2 separate regions of the Sus scrofa genome follow, and region 1 is linked to region 2. A link is a contact called in public HiChIP or PLAC-seq data. All regions are on one chromosome and are shown on one strand. The core of a region is the stretch at or near the end of the contact, and the rest is flanking DNA. Distances in the headings are between cores, read along the strand shown.

Evidence for each region. HiChIP or PLAC-seq counts read pairs in DNA pulled down with a chosen protein or histone mark.
Region 1: an H3K27ac HiChIP or PLAC-seq map of alveolar macrophages shows a contact between it and region 2. The contact joins the enhancer-like site here to the promoter of SUV39H2 in region 2. A contact is called at or near these places in 2 of 5 promoter capture datasets (fetal liver and liver), 5 of 47 Hi-C or Micro-C datasets (epiblast stem cells, fetal heart ventricle, heart right ventricle and 1 more) and 2 of 2 datasets of contacts at active chromatin or transcription factors (alveolar macrophages and skeletal muscle).

The regions. Positions count from the first base shown.
Region 1 is chr10:47,194,426-47,197,191 of Sscrofa11.1, forward strand. The region is part of intron 1 of FAM107B (protein FAM107B); the gene reads left to right. Among named protein-coding and RNA genes, the nearest start is that of FAM107B, 55 kb to the left of the region's middle. Within about 2 kb of position 1,511, at least 15 of the 83 cell types and tissues checked have an H3K27ac peak or open chromatin away from gene starts, as enhancers often do. A contact at or near this core is called in alveolar macrophages, where this site is marked.
Region 2 is chr10:46,898,344-46,901,390 of Sscrofa11.1, forward strand. It overlaps SUV39H2 (suppressor of variegation 3-9 homolog 2), which reads right to left and starts at 1,550. Exons shown (of 5, transcript NM_001039747.1): 1 at 1,515-1,550.

The DNA of each region.
Region 1 (2,766 bases), core at 261-2,760, 300 kb after region 2:
ATGAGGAGGAAAACTTTTATTTCGCTTCTGTAGGATCTGGATTATGGAGGATGTATCTCTTCATCACTCAAGTGATTCTCTCAGGCTTCTGTGGGAATATGTAAATTTTTGAAACCTTGATTATTTTCCAATTAACAGTGAGCTCCCTCCCATTTCAGTGATGATGAAAGCTCCGATGCTTTTCAGGCCTTGTGGCACCTGACACCTGCTGGTTGAAAAGCAGGTACCTTGTTTCTAGGTTTTTTGTTTTTTCTCTGTTCCTTGTTTGCCACATAGGTTGCTGTCATTTTCCCCCGATTCTTATTTCGAGTTTTCCTCCACCTGTGACTGTACCTGGAGAAACTCAGGGCTCTTTTTTGTTTTCCTGGGACTGCAAGACAGCCTGTGGGAAAAGTGAAGGCTTGGTGTCTTAGATTGACAAGCCTCTGGAGGGAACTGAATGCATGTGTGGGGTTCAAGCAGAAAAAGGGAAGAGTCAGTTTAGTTGACTCCCCAACGCAGAGCCCACACCTCCTACAAATGTGTATACGTTTGAACTTTTGCCAAAAATCCCCTTAGTTTACAAAGGGAGCTTTTTGTGTACAAGGGAAAGCTCAAGGCTGAAAGGGTTTCCATTAAAAAGTCCCTGGTCTTTGTTGCTTGTGTTGCTTTCGTTCCTGATGCTGTGAGCACTGAATATGTTTCAGAAATTAGCATTGCTCTAGTTTCCCTTTCAGCTCTGAAGCCTAGGTGGGGAGCAGTTGGCCTCACCCCGAGGAGCCCCAGGAGCCCCTTGGAGGGAGGTTGGCGTGCCTTTGAGGACAGTTGAATTGAGGATGTGTCCTAGCGGCTCGGGCTGCTATATCAAACTATCATAGACTTGGGTGGGTTAAACAACAGAGGTTCATTTCTCACGGTTCCCTTATTGGAAGTCTGAGATGAGGGTGCTGGCTGAGTGGATTCCTGGGGAAGAGGCTCTTCTTGGCTTAGGGACAGCAGCCTTCTTACTGTGTCCTTGTGTGGTGGCGGGGGTGGGGAGCGCCAGCTCTGCTGTTTCTTCCTTCTAAAGGACACTAATCCCATCCTGGGGGCCCCACCCTCATGACCTGGTCTAATCCTAGCCATTTCACAAAGGGCCCACCCACCTCCACGTACTGTCACATTGGGGGATGGGGCTTCAACCTACAGAGTTTGGGAGGACACATTCCACCCACAACAGTCTGTGTGTGGCAGAGTGACGATCTCCCTAACAGCCACTGGCCCACCCCGATGCTGCGTCCACCCTTTCCCAGAATCCTTTGTTGGTCTGGTGATAACATGACACAGCTCTGCCCAATGAGGTGTGGGAAGGGGGCTTCTGGGCGTGGCCTCCCTTCCTGGTAAAGAGACCTGGGTGGGCAGGGGCGGGGACGGGAGATGCTTTCCTCGTCTGCCTTTCCTCTTGGAGGTGCTGGGGCTGCTGAGGCCGAGCATTGAGAAAGCCTGCTGATCCCTAACGCAGCCTTGCACAGCCTGACACCACCCTCGTGTGAGAGGTGACAGTGAGCCCTCGTGGTTGCAGCTGCTTTTAGGCACGGGTTTCCTGGGGCCAGAGCGTCCTCCCTGATGGAGTCACAGGGCAGAACATTCACCTTTGGTAGCAGGAAGGAGGAGCAATCAGAGGAAGACCTTATGCCTGAGACCAGCCAGGCTTCCCACCTTCAAAGTGTACATGTCACACGCTGGGTGGCGGGCCTGTCCTCTCCACCAGCCCAAGTCCTGTGCGACAAGGGAGCACATCTCCCTTCTCCCTAGCACTTTAGGGTCTAACCCAAGGCTCGCACGTAGGAAGGACACTCTTCATTAAGGGATGGACACTCCTGGTTCTGGTCGGTCTGACAATAGTTGGCTTCATAATGCTGTCTTGATTCTAGTGTTCTCCTTACTGGCTGTTTGTTGTTCAGGGAAAGTCCCCAGAGTCTCCAGAAGAGGGATAAGTGGGAATAACAGACTTGAATTCGGGGGACTTGGGCCGTGCCAGTAGCTGCTCTCTGGGGTTTAGTTAGAGCCAGACAATCCCCAGACACCAGGATGGGCACGTGTCCCAATCCTCATGACAGTTTCTCACTGTGGAAGCAGAAGCCAAGTAAGAGTCAACTCATGTTCTTGTAATTATGAAACATGTTCACCATTCAGAAAAACACCATCGTGTCTGTCACGAAGACCTCTTTCAGAGTTGAAAATGACGTTTTCCAGACAAATTCTGACTGTGCCCTATTTCAGGAGTGAAATAGTTAAGTGAGTGAGAGTCAGAGCACCTTTTTTTTTTTCATAGAAATAACCCAATTTGGCCCATAGTATGGCTGAGATATAGCACATGTGAGATGAAAAGTTGTAAAATGTAGGATATCTGGCTGTCATTTTACCAGTAGGGGAAGCAGACCCAGGGAAGTTATGAGTCAGGATTTAGGTTTGGGGACCTTTTCTTTCCTTTTGTTTTTTTTTTGCTTTTTAGGGCTGTATCCATGGCATACAGAAGTTCCCAGGCTAGGGGTCTAATCGGAGCTACAGCTGCCAGCCTACACCACAGCCACAGCAATGCAGGGTCCAAGCTGTATATTCGACCTATACCACAACTCACAGCAACCCTGGATCCTTAATCCACTGAGCGAGGCCAGGGATCAAACCTATATCCTCATGGATGCTAGTCAGGTTCATTTTCCCTGAGCCGCAGTGGGAACTCCTGGGGACCTTTTTTTTTGAGGTTCTTTTTTCTCTACCTCATCTTGCTAGTGACTTATTAAGACA
Region 2 (3,047 bases), core at 300-2,799:
AAGAAAGGAGTGAGGGTTGGAGTAAACTGGGATTACCAAACAAAATCCATCAGTAAACGCAAGCTTTACTTGGTAGCTCTCCAAGGTAGTTGTGATAACCTTTTGTTTTGAAGTAATTTCCAGGGAAGAGAGAACACAGCTGTTCTTACTACGTCCTCACCCTCCCCAACTCACACAGGCACCTCACCGTCAGGAACCGTGAAGTAGGGTTCGTAATTCCAGACCAAGAAAGTGAAAGGAATTGTTCTCTTCAAAATTTAGGGCTAAGAGTGTGCTTGTTTTGGAGTGTTGGCTTGGACGTAGGGGAATTTGGCAGAACAGAAACGACCCTTTAAATCCTTTCACTGAAAAAGCTTCAGGAAGTTTTGCGTCAAGATAACCTCCTTATGCTGATGGCATGCAAAGGACCTTCCTCTGGATTATCTACCCAAGGTATGTTTGTCTGCTGTTCCTACCATTGTTATCTAGTCGGAGTACTATGCAGATTCAAGACACAAGCCTCGACAGAAATGCTATGTTTGAGAACGACTGGAACCTAAAAAACCTGCAAACTCCTGGTAACAATTCGGATCGCCTCTAATAAGATAGGGAAAGAACTCCTTTATAAGATTAAACGTTTCGCGACCACCCCCAAAACTTGAGTTCACACTAACCCCTAGTGGCAGACACGCTGGGGGGCAGTGAGTCCACGATCTATGCCGAGAAGCGCAGTGCTGGAAACACCTTTCAGGTTCCAGAAGGCATTGAAAGTTCCAGTCTTTCAGCGCGCGCACAAATACACGTTCAGCACCGAGCTCCTTGGCGTCCACCTCATTAATTCCCACGCAAGCTCCCGCCGGGGAGAACTCTTCCCCATGAGCCGGAGGCCACAACCTCCGAGACCCACTTCCTGGGATGTTCCCAACTGGGAGCGGAAGCCCCCCAGTAAGTCCAAAATGGGGTGTACCCTCACTTCTTTCCTTTCTCAGCCTCCACACCTCCGCCCCGACTACTCCTCTCCTCGGATACTGAGGTCACACCTACACCACCGGAGGCCTCCCGCTCCCCAGTTCAAAAACCGGCCCGGACCGCGAACCGTCCCGCTCAAAGCAGCACAAAGGAGTCGAGCCCCCCGTGTGCCCACGGACCTCGAGCCGCGCAGGGATCCGCCGGAGCCGTTCGAACGCCTCCGCACCGCGGCCGGGCCGGGGCCCATCTCGGGCCCGAACGGCAGCGGGACCCAGACCGCCGAGTCCGCGAGCCGGCAGCGGGGCGTGCGGGCCTGGCCTCGCGGGGGCCGGGCGCGGGAGGAGACTGCGGGCCGCGGGCGGGCCGAGCCGCGAGGAGGGTCAGGGGCCCGGGGCAGGGAGGGGCCCGCGGCGCGCGTGTAGGGGCCGCCGCGTCAGCCGCGCGGCAGGAGGCTTCCTGTCCCGTCGCGCTCCGGCCCGCCCGCGCGTCCCGGCCCCGCTTCCCCGGCCTCGGGAGTTTGCCTGGAGGACGGGGGACAGTGCGGGGCGCCGCTCTCCAGCCCTCACCTCCTCGCGCCTCGGCCCCGGCCGCCGCCATCTTGAGGAGCTTTCATTCAAACTGGCGCGGTCGGACGGGATAGCTCAGCTGGCCGACGCCCCGCCCCCGCCCGGCCCGCGCGGGACTCGGGGGCCGGGGCGGGGGGCTAGAACCCGCGAGGCGTCCTGACGTCAGCCGAGGCCGACTTGTCTGGGACAGCCAGCGCGCCTGCGCCCCACGTTGTCTCCCCGTGTGCGGAGGGGCGGGGCAAACTGGCCGGAGAGCAGCCCGTGGCCGGAATACCGGAGTGTAGGGCTGGGTCAGCGGCCACCTGCCCTGATCTGCCTAGTTTAGCGCCTAATTCAAGGCACTTACCACAGGCTTTCCTACAGTTGTTAGTTCTTTTCCATGGTGCTACTGATACACACCGTGCAAAATTTCAAACGCAGAGCGGAGCTACAAAGTGCAGAGTACGTTTCCTTCCCGTACCTGTTCCTTAGCCACCTGAGCCCTACTAGCCACTGTTACGTTTCCTTCCAGGCTACTCCTCCAGATCACAGTTTCTCAAAATTGGCTGCACGTTGGGATTCCTTGGAGGTTTGGGGTTTTTTTGGTTCCATTCGCAGAAATTTAATAGGCAAAAGGTGTACCCGGAACATTGGAGTTTTTAGAGGTCCCCAGGTGATTCTAAATGTGGAATTTGAAACCTCTGGTCTAGAACAGTGCTTCTCACACTCGAATGGGTACAGGAATCATCTGAACATCCTGGTGTTTTTGTTTGTTTTGCCTTTTTTTAGGGCCACACCTGGGGCATATGGAAGTTCCCAGGCTAGGGCTCAAGTCGGAGCTCCAGCTACAGCACATTTCGCAGCAACAGGGATCCTTTACTCACTGAGCAGGCCAGGGATTGAACCACATCCTCATGAATACTGGTTGGGTTAGTAACCCGCTGAGCCGTAATGGGAATTCCCTGGGCATCTCGTTAAAATGCAGATTCGAATCAGGTATGTCTGGGTTGGAACCTGAGGTTCCGCGTTTATGACGAGCCCCCAGGCTACGCCCCATGCCTGTGGGTAGGCTGTAAGATGCCAAGTCCTACAGGTCCTTTGCTAGGACCTAACTGGTCTCCACTCCCACCCCGCCCCCGTCCATTCTACACACTGCGTCCATGGTAATTGTACTGCACGATCTGATGCGGAAATCTGAGACTAGTAAATTGCGAAAGTTCCGCAGAAAGCTGTTTAATGTCTACCAACGATTTTTAAAAGAAATTTAAGTAAAACACAAAATTAGTTCAAAGCAGCCTTTATGTTTGAAATGTTGGAAATAAACGCAGAACATTAAAGGAATTAATTTGTTTGATTATGTTATTAAATACTATCTAGTCAATAAAACATGTTTATGAGGACTTTGCTATCATGGTGAAGTGTTTAATATATCAAGCAAAAGAAAGAGCTATAAAATACAGTTTCAACTGCGTAAGAAAATGTGTAGGAAGATACATATAAAATCTCTGGGAAGTGGTTTCCTCTTTGAGTTCTTGTTTTTACATACTTTCTATA